Regions from separate parts of the Hordeum vulgare genome. Here regions 2 and 3 are each linked to region 1. Evidence: chromatin contacts called from public Hi-C data. All regions are on one chromosome and are shown on one strand. Each heading gives the region's core, a stretch centred on a gene start, on an enhancer-like site or on the middle of the called end of the contact. The rest is flanking DNA. Distances are from core to core; before and after follow the strand shown.

The links. Hi-C and Micro-C count contacts between places; a contact is called where the count stands out from the background.
Region 2: a contact with region 1 is called in a Hi-C map of leaf, with 8 times the contacts expected there. The contact joins two enhancer-like sites. A contact is called at or near these places in 2 of 6 Hi-C or Micro-C datasets (leaf and seedling).
Region 3: a Hi-C map of leaf shows a contact between it and region 1, with 1.9 times the contacts expected there. The contact joins two enhancer-like sites. A contact is called at or near these places in 2 of 6 Hi-C or Micro-C datasets (leaf and seedling).

The regions. Positions count from the first base shown.
Region 1 is chr5H:286,515,246-286,520,076 of MorexV3_pseudomolecules_assembly, forward strand. No RefSeq gene overlaps it. Among protein-coding and RNA genes, the nearest start is that of LOC123395658, 37 kb to the left of the region's middle. Within about 2 kb of position 2,541, at least 3 of the 3 cell types and tissues checked have open chromatin away from gene starts, as enhancers often do. A contact at or near this core is called in leaf and seedling, where this site is marked.
Region 2 is chr5H:286,263,941-286,268,771 of MorexV3_pseudomolecules_assembly, forward strand. No RefSeq gene overlaps it. Among protein-coding and RNA genes, the nearest start is that of LOC123395658, 210 kb to the right of the region's middle. Within about 2 kb of position 1,906, at least 3 of the 3 cell types and tissues checked have open chromatin away from gene starts, as enhancers often do. A contact at or near this core is called in leaf and seedling, where this site is marked.
Region 3 is chr5H:286,679,954-286,684,784 of MorexV3_pseudomolecules_assembly, forward strand. No RefSeq gene overlaps it. Among protein-coding and RNA genes, the nearest start is that of LOC123395658, 200 kb to the left of the region's middle. Within about 2 kb of position 2,503, at least 2 of the 3 cell types and tissues checked have open chromatin away from gene starts, as enhancers often do. A contact at or near this core is called in leaf, where this site is marked.

The DNA.
Region 1 (4,831 bases), core at 1,291-3,790:
CAAACCGATCTTAGATAGAAAAACCAAAAAGAAAACGCTTATCAAATCACCGAGGAAAGAGAGAAAACCCGGATCAAGAGAAAGAGTCTCTATGGCATCTAGTCAACACAATCGGCGAACAAATCCTTACAGGCCCGGGAGCAGCACGCGGGGCGAAAGCGGTGGACGGCTGCTAGGTATAGAAACTTGTCGGAGATACCAAGTTGGAAGGGATATAAAGGAAGATTGATGAAATCGATGTGTTTTGCTTGAGCCTCATGGGCATATGTATATGAATACAATGATACCAAGTTGGAAGGGAGATATAGAGGAAGATTAATGAAATCGATGTGTTTTGCTTGAGCCTCGTGGGCATATGTATATGAATACAATGATCAACTTGAAGTATAAGACAAGCCACAATTATTTTTTAATCTATCTTATATTTTCTAGATAATCACGATACTCAACAGTATTTATAGGCTGTTTTTTCTTCTTAGTGTGCGGAATGGGAATCGAACGAACGACCTCTCTGGTGTGGCAGTTTCATGTTTGGACAACCAACTGAGCTAGCTGCTTTGTATGCATAATTTAGATTTTTTTCCAAATTTGTTCATATATGTAGTACTGCAATGCCTAGGTCAGAATTTTTTGTGTGTGTCGTGAATGGGCTTCTATAAATTCTGGTTTGCTTTTTATTAATAGTACCACCTTGTTTAATTACATCAAAACCTATCGACTTATATACGTCGGCCAGTTACAAGCAACAAGCCAAGCCATCAGAGAGACACAGGAAAAATAACCCCAAAGAAAGTCACCAAAGCATGTAGGAAACGAACTGGGAGGGAGCGAGGGCAAGCAAGGTGAGAAGAAACAACTACAAAATGTGACTGACAACACGGTACCAGTTTGAATGAGAGTTGGCTAAGCTGCCTGCCCAACAGATGCTCCTTTTTGTTTTCAAATCGATTCCAAAATTTCTCCAAGTGCAAATAAAATAATTACAGAAAAAATTGCTTCCTATTTTTTACTTCTCAAAAAATGTAAACTTACAGAAAATTTTGCTTCCTATTTTTACTTCTCAAAAATGTAAACTTCTTCTAGGTTAACATTTCGATTCTAACTACAAATAATTATTTTTGATTTAAAAATACAGGATTTTTTGTATTGTACCTTCCAAATATAATTTAAATGTTATAGAACAACTCTCAATATATTTTTGTGAAGTAAAATCACTTGATTTATATATCCTTATCTATCATTTATTGGCTCTATGTTTAATAAGTTGAATTGTCATATGACATAGGCATTGGAGCAATAGTAACTTGCATGTCACACTTTAAGATAGCATCATCGATTCGTCTAAATTCCATTCAACTCATTTACCACATATATCTTCTTTTGATTTTTTTTTGCTTTGTTCTTGTGATGTTACTCATGTAACAATAGAAACAACAACCATAAAAATATTTCATGTCAACAACAACTATAATGATAAAAGGACACATAACATGATAGACAATACAAATTAACAGTTATGCTTGTATCTCGCAACTACAAATGATACGTCATAATATCTATACCTACTAATAAAGGAAATAAATATTCTTAGTCTGTTATGCTATTTTATGAAAAAACTTCTCATGTTTCTGACGTTAAACCCGCAATACATTTTTTTTAAATACTCATATCTTCTAAACCGTAACTCTAAATTTAACATGTTATATATGGATTTTGATTAGAAAAATATGTAGAATCTGAATATGATGTTATTTTATCTCTTAACATTTTGAAATTTTTTATCTAGGATGCAATCTTAATCAATAATGCATTACTCGTTTTTCTTTCATACCGGTACTGATTTGGATTCTGGATGAACGTCTCAGCAAAATCAGGATTAGACACAAAATTAAAGATCACTTGACCGTTTCTTTGTACGTAATAAATCTACATACAAGCCGTATTTAAATAGAAAACCTGTGGAATCTTAAACTGCATTTTCGTAGGTTAAAATTATCTTTCTTTGAGTCGTAGCTACAAATACTTAAATTATAAACCACTTTTTATAAATTAAGAGTGTATATTATTTTTTTCCCGTTGCAACGTACGGATCCTTTTGCTAGTGATAAATAATGGTCGATACAAAACTAACACAGATTATATGAGATGCGTCATTGCCATGTAGGTCCCACATGTTAGATTGGTATCCACCGAGGTACCCACGGAGAAAGTTATAAGTCCATGCATGCCCAACATATGAATTTGTATACGTCCATCCGTGAAAATAGAAAAGATCCTCAAAAATCTTGACAACTGAGAAGATGGATCTCGAACCATGTTTATTGGGCTAGGGGCAAGGAATTATTATTTTTCTGTTTTAATCGTACGGACATGTTTCTTGGTACACGAAAAAGAAAGCGGAAGTTCTCCTTTTTCCTCTGCTAGTCCGTGTGGCTCAAAACGAAACAAGTTTCCTTGTCTCGCCCGCGGCGCTGCCGGTGGTCCTGACCTTGATGCCCCCCGTCAAGCCCATTCCCATCGATGCCGGTGCCGCACGTTCTATTCCTACAAGTCAACACTCCATCGCTCGCTCGTCTCATCGATAGGCACCCCAGGCATGCACTGGTGCGTCACGTTATCTCGGCGTAGATCCTATATTTGCCGCCACACACCGGCAGCACGGAATTAGCAGTGACATGCATCCATCAGATCCACCGAGTGATCGCCCACCGTGGACCCTTGGGAACCATACGTTTTACGTTGCTTACTGACTTACTGTTGCGTCGTCTACTCGACCATTTGACCGTGGGATGAGGAAACGACTACTTCGTACTTCATGCACGGCACACAAGTGAGCTACTCTACTCAGGCTCCCCGGTCCAAGCACGGGTTTTGCCATGCATGCACACGGCCGTGTAGAAAAGTTCATTTTAAACCTTGAACTCCTAATCCTTCGGTAAATCGAATCGTAAAGTCAAAATCCCTATCATTTGTACCGTGAATTTTTAAATTTCAGTCCAAATTAAACCCTGATGTCGATTTTCAAATGGGGATTGCTGACGTGGCAAAGGGATGGCTCGTATGGGTCGTTTTCGCGCGCAACTAGGTCGATAAGAGTGGGTCGGCCCAGTTTGGCCCTGTCATTTCGCTTCGTTCTCTCCGCGTCCCCTAGCATCCCTCCTCCTCTTGCGACGGCAATGGCGACTGACGGTTGATCGACGACGCAACGACGATTGTGACGACTTGAGGACGCGTCCAAGAAGAAGGCAATGATCTCGATGATCTCCTCCCCTGCTATTAGTGCTTCTTGGTTGTTGCCGCATTAGGGTTAGGGTTTTGAGCTGCAAATTTGGGGACGATATTGGTGGCACAAAAGGTTTGATTTTTGTGAAGAGGAATAGCTTCATATGCTTGATTTTGACCGCATTGTGTATTTATTTCATTTTAATCATGGACCCGGCTGAGATTTTGAATGTCCGATTTCATATTGGAGGGGAGTTCATCCACATTGGTCCAAATTGGACTATGTTGGGGGAGAAGAAGCAATGTTAGAGATTGAGAGTGAAAAGGACGTGGATGTCGCCTAGAGGGGGGTGGGGGGTGAATAGGCGCTTTAAAATAGTTAAGGTTTAGGCTTGAACAAATGCGGAATAAAACTAATGTTTAATATGTCAAGTACAAAACCTACAAACAACTAGGCTCACCTATGTGCACCAACAACTTATGCTAAGCAAGATAAACAACTAAGTGATAGCAAGATATATTACAATAAACAATATGTCTATCACAAAGTAACGTGCATAAGTAAAGGGTTCGGGTAAGAGATAACCGAGGCACGAGAGACGATGATGTATCCCGAAGTTCACACCCTTGCGGATGCTAATCTCCGTTAGAGCGGTGTGGAGGCACAATGCTCCCCAAGATGCCACTAAGGCCACCGTAATCTCCTCACGCCCTCGCACAATGCAAGATGCCGTGATTCCACTAAGGGACCCTTGAGGGCGGTCACCGAACCCGTACAAATGGCAACCCTTGGGGGCGGTCACCGAACCCGTACACGTGGCAACCCTTGGGGGCGGTTACCGGTACCCGTACAAATTGCTTGGGGCAATCTCCACAACCTAATTGGAGACCCCGACGCTTCCCGGATCTTCACACCACAATGATTGAGCTCCGAGACACCACCAAGCTTCTAGGACGCCAAAGCATCCACGAAGAACAATATCAAGGGTACTAAGTACCAAAGGTAGTAAGCTTCTCAACTTCTCACTTCCACGTATCACCGTGGAGAACTCAAACCGATGCAGCTAATGCAATGGCAAGAACACACGAAGTGGTCAAGTCCCTCACACTCAAATCCCTCCACAACAACAAAAGCTATGGAGAAATATGAGAGGAAGAACAAGGAGCTCACAAAGAACTCCAAGATCAAGGTCCAAGGGGTTCCCCTCACATAGAGGAGAAAGTGATTGGTGGAGATGTGGATCTAGATCTCCTCTCTCTTCTCCGTTAAGAACAAGCAAGAACCATTGGAGGGATTGAGAGTAAGCAAGCTCTAAGAATGTCAACAATGGAGGTAGAACAAGAGCTCAACGGATGGATGAGACCAAGGGGGAAGAAGACCCCCTTTATATAGTGGGGGAAGGAATCAGACCGTTACCCCCACTTTCTGCCCGAGCTCCAGCGGTACTACCGCTGGCACTCCAGCGGTACTACCGCTGGGCCCGTGGTAGTGCAACGGCACTACCACCGCCAAGAAAGTCTTCGCAAAAAGGTCCGTCCACGAACAACCGCTAGGCAGGCGGTACTAAGCTCCTGGAGCGGTACTACCGCTGACCAGGGGCGGTACTAC
Region 2 (4,831 bases), core at 656-3,155, 250 kb before region 1:
CCAAAATGTCACCGAACCTTAAGTGTGCAGACCGTGCGGGTTTGAGAACTATGCAGACATGACCTGAGACACTCTCTGGTCAATAACCAACAACGGGACCTGGATGTCCATATTGGTTCCTACATATTCTACGAAGATCTCTATCGATTGAATCTCTATGTCAAGAATTCATATAATCCCGTATACTATTCCCTTTGTCCTTCGGTATGTTACTTGCGTGAGATTCGATCGTCGGTATCTCTTTACCTAGTTCAATCGTGTTACCGGCAAGTCTCTTTACTCGTTCCATAATACAAGATCCGGTAACTAACTCATTAGTCACGTTGCTTGCAAGGCTTATTGTGATGTTGTATTATCGAGTGGGCCCCGAGATACCTCTCTGTCACACGGAGTGACAAATCCTAGTCTTGATCCATGCCAACCCAACAAACACCTTTGGAGATACCTGTGGAGCACCTTTATAGTCACTCAGTTACGTTGCGACGTTTGATAACACACAAGGTATTCCTCCGGTGTCCGGAAGTTGCATGATCTCATGGTCATAGGAACAAATACATTGATATGCAGAAAATAGTAGCAATAAACTGACACGGTCATATACTACGTTTATAGTTTGGGTCTTGTCCACCACATCATTCTTCCAATGATGTGATGCCGTTATCAAGTGACAACACTTGTCTATGGCCACGAAACCTTGACCATCTTTGATCAACGAACTACTCAACTAGAGGCTCACTAGGGACAGTGTGTTCTCTATGTATCCGCACATGTATTTGAGTTCCCAATCAATACAATTCTAGCATGGATAATAAATGATTATTATGAACAAGAAAATATAATAATAACTAATTTATTATTACCGCTAGGGCATATTTTTAACAATAATATCTTAAGATTAACGAAGTCGTCACATACACATTCATAATCAACAAGAATGTTTTTCTTTCATTAAACACACATCGTCAAAAGAAATAAATAAATTGAAAAAAATGTGAGCACCAATGTCATATCAAAGACTTGAACACTTACAACATGAGATACCATTGTCTTTCTAACTATCCAATCATAAATTATTTTATGATGTGCATGTAATTTAGAAGCTGTGAATATGCTTAAAGGTAAAAAGAATTTAGGGCATCTTCAAAGGAGATCTGCAAAGGTTCAATAGTTGTTGTCCGCATCACTTTTACCAAATTTGTCATCAATTAGGATCTTTATCTATCCGTGAAGTGGTTTGGACGTTTTTTTTACAAGATTTTTTTTGATCAATTCATCAACTAAGAATGCAGTACATAGAATACTAGAAATAAAGTTTATATCTATGTCGATAGACCATCTAGCGACGACTATAGTTACTAAAGCAAACCGAAAGCGTGTTGCTGTCGTCGACCCTTCATCATTAGTTTTAGAAAAAAAACTTTGTTATAATAGACAGTTCAGAATGAAATCAAACTGGAGAGCTATACGGGTCCCAAATAACATTGGATATGGGTTTCTTTTATATGGCGTTCGTGAATCACGTCCAGACATAAAAAACGAATATTTAACGTGTGAGCTTCGAGTCATTTCATTGTCGACCTGTAATGCAAAATAGAAATCGGCGTCTCATTGTGAGCGCGGTTAGTAAAGCGATTCAGTTTTTGTTTTCGGATTCTGCTGAACTAGTATTCACCGAGCGTTGGAGTCGAGCCGTGGATGCTTCTCTTCTAACCCATAAGTCAGTACGTGGCACCGCCGAACAGACGGGTCGCCATCCTGGGATGAGGATCAGGACGCGCTTGCCCGTCTGGCGAGACCGACCGGCCACGCGAACCCCGCGGGGTTTGGCCTCACCTCACCTGGTCGACTAGCGGCCGCGCGTGCATACGCAGCTAGCGGCGCCGCTAAAAGGGCGCCGGCACGCGGACATGTACTCGCTGTCCCAGCCGCGTTCCCGCGAGCGCTGCCCACTGAGAAGGGGTGACTGTGCATGTATGTCTATAGAATAGAATATCGTCTTTGTCGTACTAGTAGTACTAGATCATCATCTTCATCTTGTTGATACGTCACGTAGCCGCTTAGGACCAAATGATGTGCTTTCTTCGACTGCTGGACAATCATTATCCTGAGTGTGTTCCATATCAAAATCAAGGAGTGCAGCGGCAGTGCAGACAATACGCTGTGCGTTTACACTGCCGATGCACGTGCTCCGACCACAAAAGGAAACTGCTGTCCTAAGAGGATCTCCAACACCAAGGCAACAGCCGTTTTTACGCGTGATCAGTCACTTGCTTCACCAAAGGCTGCCACACGCCAGCGTGCCGCTTTAGCAGGTAGTGTAAAATCAAGCACGTGTCCAACAAAAACAACCGATTTCCATGGCCGCGCCATGCTGGCCACGGTGTGGGGGAGGTGGTCTGTGGTGTCGTCTGAGGTCTTGGTTCGAGCTGTGCCCGCGCAGTGTGGGGTGGACAGAAGCCAGGTCCGCGTGGAGGTGACGCATCCGACGGACTTCTTCATCATCTTCGCGTCCACGGAGATCTGCGATCGTGTTTTTGCCCGCTTGGGCCGGTTCCGCTGTGGTGGCGAGCCGTGAGGTTCCATGGCATATGAGCGCGCTGGCCTCGAGTGTGACGCGGTCGGGCAGCTTCTAAACAATCTTGGGAGGCAACTGGTGGAAATCCTCCTATCAGATGACCGCTGGCAGCTCGATGTGACCGCGTGGCTGCGTAATCCCTCCGGCGTCTTCAAGCTGTACGATCTGAAGGTGCGAGAGCCGACATGGAGGCCAAACTCCGTGGACGAAGACCTTCCTTTCACGCCAGATGCCCCGACGCCTCCGACTGACCGGCGCACCCTCATCCATCACCTCACCATCCGTGTGCTGGATGTGGTGGATAAGAAGGTGCCTTTCATGAAGCTCCGCCTGGACTTCGAGCCCGACGACGATGAAGACCTGACTCGACGCCACGACTACTCTAGGAGCTGGTACCGGGGCGAATCGATGACACTGGACGCGGCAGCTGACCGTGCTCTGGTGGTCAACATTTCGGTAGACCGGACGGCCCCGGGATCGCCGGTGAGTGGGGAGGTGGGCAGAGGTTGAACGGCCTCTTCCTCCTGCTAGTGGGATTGCGTCTCCGTTCCTCCAGGGACCGGGCTCGGCGGCCAGGTCGGGCGCCACGGGCACGACCTCCGGCGCGGTGGTCTCTCGTGCGCTGACTCCGGCGTGCCCTCGTGGGCCGGCTTTGGCCTCGGTGAAGAGGTCGGGCGCCACGGTCGGGGCCTCCGCCACAATGATCACTCCTGCGCTGGCATGGTCGGTGTCGGAGACGGTCGTGGGCTCTGTGCCGGTGGCTCGACCCCTGCTGGGGGCTTGACCTTGCTATTGGTGCGGCCCACGCCTAGGCGGTTGTTCATGAGCCCGGGGCGCTCATCGGGTGAACCGCTGGTTCTAGGAACACCATCGCTTCCCCTTGGGTCGCGGTGGGTGTCGTGCTTCCCTTGTTCCATCCAGACGGGAGAGGACCCCCGGGTCGCCGTCTGCTAGGCGGTACCCCGAGGCACCCCTCGGCTTCGAGAGAGGATCGACCGCGGCCGTGAGCCCAACGTGATCTCCTCCTCGCACTCCGATCGCCTAGTCGCTCCTTCCGCATCAGCTGCTCCCTCCTACCGGTCCGCAACTCCCACTCTCGGCTACGGACTCGCTACTCGGGGGCTTGGAGTTGCCAGCTCCTACCTCCATCCTGGGTCAGAGGCGAGTCAAGTCAGTGCTGGTGAGGAAGAAGCGTGAACTGCCACCTGGTTTTGCTCCTAGGCAAAGTGAGCGCATGTGCAAGATCGGATGTGGGCGCGTCTTGGGTCGGTGGAGCGGGCGAGACTGTGCTGGTGTGCAAGATGGGAGTTATTCAGCCGGAAGAGTGACTCTCAGAACATGCGTTGACTAAGTATCTCATGCTATTCGACAAACCGCTCGCCCCCCATCATGGCAAGGCCGCCACGGTGCTATTTGTGCAAGCAGAGGATCTGTTCGTTGAGCCGGACCATGCTGGCCAGGGCGCTCTCTTGCTGCCGGATCAGGCGGAGCCTTGCGGGGCTTGACTTTTGGCGTCTGCTTCCTGAGGGTGCTTTGTGAGTTCTCCATGTCGTTACACTTGCTAGTATGGAATGCCCGAGGTCTTAATAACCCGGCTAGGTGGAGTTCGCTCAAGTTGTTTGTGCAACCCTATGATGTCTCATGTGTGTGTGCAAGAATCTAATTAGCTTCAGTGGATCCGCTTCTGATCAGCCAGTGTCTTGGTCCTGCCTTTGATGGGTTTGATTTTCTGCCGCCCGATGGTACGAGAGGTGGAATTCTTTTGGCATGGCGCTCCGACATATTGTGTTGGTTGTTCGTACACAAATGGGAATTCTCCATTACCGGCAGGGTGACCTCCTTGAGCGATGGCAAGACCTGGAGCGTTACATCTGTCTATGGACCACAGGGCCGGGCTGAGAAGCTGCGCTATCTGGAGGAGCTGGTCGCTTTGGGCAGTCTGGAGCTTTCGCCTTGGATCATTTCTGGAGACTTCAATATCATGATAAATGTGGAGGAAAGAAGGAGTGGCCGAGCCAACTGTGGGGTTAAAACAAGTTCACGCATACTATCAATGTGTTGGGTGTGCTGGACATGCCGTTGAGGGGCTGGAAGTATACTTGATGTAATGAGAGGCGGAACCCCATTTTGGCTAGGTCGGACAGGGTATTTTGTTGGGGAACTTCGCATGGGAAACAAAAAATTTCCTACACGCACGAAGACCTATCATGGTGATGTCCATCTACGAGAGAGGATGAGTGATCTACGTACCCTTGT
Region 3 (4,831 bases), core at 1,253-3,752, 160 kb after region 1:
TCGCTATCTCCTCTCCTATTCGTCATCGCAATCGACCCCTTACAGCAGCTGCTGGATAAGGCCACGGAGATTGGCCTTCTTCACCGCCTCCGTGGACGGGCTGCAGCAATGCGCACTTCCCTCTACGCTGATGACGCGGCCATATTCATTGCTCCTATCAAGGAGGACATCCAGAACCTAGCGACAATCCTGACCAGCTTTGGGGAGGTTGCCGGCCTCATGGCCAATCCCAGCAAGAGTATTGTTGCACCCATTCATTGCGCGCACGTTAATCTGGAGGACATCCTCCAAAGTTTCCCTGCCACCAGAACTAGATTCCCATTGCGTTACCTGGGCCTCCCTCTTTCCACACATAATCTAAAGAAGTCGGACTGTCAATTCCTGGTGGACAAGGTGGTAGGGAAAGTCCCTCCTTGGCAATGCAGGAACATTAACATCGCTGGACGATCCACCCTGGTTAAATCCGTGCTATCGTCCCTGGCCCTATACTTCATCACAGCGCTCAACATTCCAGCCGGGACCTTTATGGACATCACCAAGATTTAGCGAGCCTTCCTGTGGGCAGGCACCAGCACGGTGTCTGGAGGACAATGCAAGGTCAACTGGAAGCTGGTGTGCAAACCACTGAACTTGGGAGGTCTCGGGATTCTCAATCTTGATAAGTTTTCCAAAGCTCTCAGACTACGATGGTTATGGTCCCAGTGGGTGGACCCCCAAAGGGCTTGGGTTGATTTCGACATTCCTTGCGATGCCGACGACATGGATTTGTTCTACTCCGCGACGACGGTGACCATAGGAGATGGCAAGAAGGCCAGCTTCTGGTTTGCTCCTTGGTTGCAAGGGCAGAAACCAAAAGATGTGGCACCGGACATTTTCGCCCTCTCCAAGCGCAAGAAGGCATGCGTGGCACACACATTGGCAAACAATGATTGGATTGGCTGCGTCGACATACAGGGAGGGATGTCTGTTGTCCAAATACAACAATTTGTGGAGCTATGGAGCAAGGTCCAGGAGGTCCAATTACAGACGAACGTGGACGACGCCATTCGATGGAAATTCACGGCGGATGGATGCTATTCCGCCGCCACAGCTTACAGGATGCAATTTGCGGGGTTAATTAAATCAGACATGCCTAGGATGGTATGGAAGATTTGGGCGCCGCCTAAAATTAAATTATTCTCATGGCTCATCCTTCAAGACAGAGTGTGGACAGCGAATAGACTAGCCCGTAGAGGATGGCCAAATTGTGGCCTCTGTCAGCTTTGCAAAATAGAACCGGAAACTGCTACCCATCTCTTTTTTAAATGCCGCTACTCGGTCAGGATTTGGAACTCAATCAATGACTGGCTGGGGATTCCTTCACAGACCAACTCATGGGCAGATCTCCCGTCTGTCCAGAAGTGCTAGGATGCTGATGGCCTAGCCACCAGCACATGCAAAAAGGCCTTAAAATATCTGAAGATGCTAATATGCTCGGTAATTTGGAACGAGAGGAATGCCAGGGTATTTCAAAACAAGGCATCCTTGCCTGCCCATGTTGTTGCTTCTATTAAGGTCGAGGCACAATTATGGATAAAAGCTGGAGCTAAGTCTCTTGGAAACATTTTCCCGGAGGCATTTAACCTGTTTCCTATTTTGGCCTGAGTGGCCATGTAACCATAAATCTGTACTGCTCTCTTCTTAATTAATTCGATGAGGCAAATATTTTGCCTCCGTTTCAAAAAAAAATCATAACTTGTCAGAAATAGAATCTAAAAATAAAGATACCCGCATGGTTTTTTTATGGGCAATATCTAATGTGATTTATGCGAAGCAATTTTAATTAGTGACCAAGTAGAATCAATATTTTACGTACTAGAAAGCAGTTACGGAAGCAAAGAAAGTCAGCGAGGGTACCGAGCGTGTTCAGCTAAAACAGATACACGAAACAATCAATTAACGAACCAATCTAACAAACCATGTGTGGTCCATGCTAGCAGATAGAACGGCTAACATGCTTCTATTCCAATGGTCTCAAACTAGTCGATGAGAGGCAAGGGATCAGTAGTCTGATCCCTAGCGCTGTCATTATGTAATTAAATAGCACATGCTTTGGATGTGAAGGAAACCTAATTATCGGTGTGCCTGACTGAACGTCTGACAAATATGGTTCGTGTGTAGCTCTTTCGGCGGCAAGTGATTTGGCTTCACGCACTGTTTAATGCAATGCATTGATTTCAAAAAAAAAGGTACGTACGGGCTACAACTTCAGTTTGCTTCGGAAAGCTGGTACCAGGACTTTCTCAAAAGAAAAAGAAAAACTGGTAGCAGGAGACCCGCATATTTTACTCGTGCTGGAATGAATTCACCGCAGGCCGCAAAAGTGGTCAGTTAGACTGCTCAAAGTATCACATCAGAATACCTCCCAAGTCCAGAAACAAAACTCAAACCCGGTCTTGGCCATGTCTGCGTCGAGACAGATTCCTGGCGCCTTCTGCCCGGGCGCGGCGACGGCGATGGGATTCATGGCATGGGTCACGGTCACCCTGATGGGCAGAGCTCAGCATGCGTCAGCTCGTAACACGGATCTCACGCGTCTTGGTTCTTCATGTCAATCTCAGATTGATTTGTCACATTTATCCGTGCAGGCAGGGACGCAAGAGAAAAGCAATACGTGACGGCGTGCGTGGCCTGGTATCACAAATCCACGTCGCCGGATATACAGGGTATAGAATACGTGGTCCGGTGCCGACGTTGTTAGTCGGCCAACACACATCATTGTTAAGCTGTTATGATGTGACAACTGTCACACGCTCCCTCACGCGTTGATGGTTTTAGAGAATCTACACGCTCTCACTAAGACTGACTGTAGGTGCACTTATAAAAGCTAATCATAAATTTAATTGGTAACGCGTCATTTTTTACCAATGTCATTTTTTTTTTAAATAACGGTAACGTTGACATATTTGTTATGTCATTACTAATACCCATAGGGCATTTCGAACCGGTCCTCTATAACAGAGTATATTTAGCTTATATTTAACTTTTTATTTCATTAATTGGTACCTAACAGATCCCCAATACGGATTAAGGGAGCATAATTTTATTTCTTTTTCTAGAAAAGTCCTATTTATACCCACTTTGTCCTCCGTCGAGTAGAACGGTGCATTTCTTCCTTGTTGCCACTCCTGTGACGTCCTCGATTTAATCGTATGCTAATCATACACGCAATGCATACGATCAAACTCAAAGACTCACGGGAAGATATCACAACACAACTCTAAATACAAATAAAACAATATCAGCTTCATATTACAAGCCAGGGGCCTCGAGGGCTAAAATACGTAAGCTCAATAAACACACAAGTCAGCGGAAGCAACAATATCTGAGTACACGCATAAAATATGGGGTGCCTTAGAGAAGGCTAACACAAAATATACAACGATCGAACGAGGCGAGGCCTCTTGCCTGGGAACCTCCTAACTACTCCTGGTCTTCAGCGGCCTCCACGTAGTAGTAGGCACCGTCGATGTAGTAGTCGTCGTCGGCGGGAACCTCCATCTCCTGGGCTCCATTATCTCGTCGCAGCAATGGATCAAGAGGGGAAAGGGGAGCAAAGCAACGGTGAGTACTCATCCAAAATACTCGCAAGTCTTACATCAGAACTATTCTAGGTATGCATCAGTATTAAAAACAGGGTGGTTATATGTGGACCGACTGCAGCAATGCGAGAATAGAGAGAGAATGCCTAGTCCTATCGAAGACTAGCATCTTCAGGGTCTTGCAGCAATAGACGAGAGTAGAACAGGTGTAACACATTAATAGTCATATTGTTGGAGGAGTATTAAAGTGAGGTCACGCCCAGAGATCCTCCCTCGACTCCCTGCGAGGAAGCAATCCCGAGGCAACTAAATCTAGTTAAGTAAAATTGTAGTTGTATAAGATCAGGGCACAACTCCAAGTCGTCCTGTAACCGTGGACACGGTTATTCGAATAGATAAGTTCTTCCATGCAGGGGTGCACAACATATTCCCCGACGTGCTCGATAACACTCTGGCCGGACACACTTTTCTGGGTCCTACCCGGCCTCGGAATATCGACACGTCGCAGCCCCACCTAAGCTCAGCAGAGAGGCCAGCCCACCGGTCTAACTCCTAAGCACAGAGGGTTCATGGCCCCACTTCCCCTCCGCGCTCCTGCACGATGCGAGGCCGGCCGACGTCAGTCCTAGCACCCCTTAATACAAGAGCGATGCATCTCGGGACCACTCGGGCGCGCGTCACTACATCGCTAACGTTTGAAGAGCTTCGGCTGATACCGCGACGTCGAGTACCCATAATTCTTCCCACGCACAAGGTTAGTGCTTAATAAGGCCTTCCGACCAACCCATATCAAATACCCAAATCCATTATCATTTTAATTAGGCCATCGACACAATCTCGCGGGAATCCATCTGTCTTAACAACTAATCACCAATGATCCCAGTAACATGGTCGAGTAACTGTGTGGTTGTAACATCGAGGGGAATCCAAGGTAACACCCTCGTTGGATTCCAAACGATGTATCCATCAAGGTGGGCCTAGAGGAATCATCCTCGGGGGTCCCACACTTGAGGGGTTGCACGACAGAGGCATCGTCGGGAATGGTGAAGGAGGAATCACTCTTGACAACCACGACCGACTAGATGTACTACAGAGATATCATCAGGAGTACTTAGCGAGGTGTCGCCCTCGGTATCCGATAGTATCCCGGTAGCGTCATGCAACTAAGGGGGGTGTATGTGCTGTGTCGGGTCTGGCTCATCGATCAGGGATCGAGATTTGAAAGCAAAGCGGTGCAACTGGACTACGGG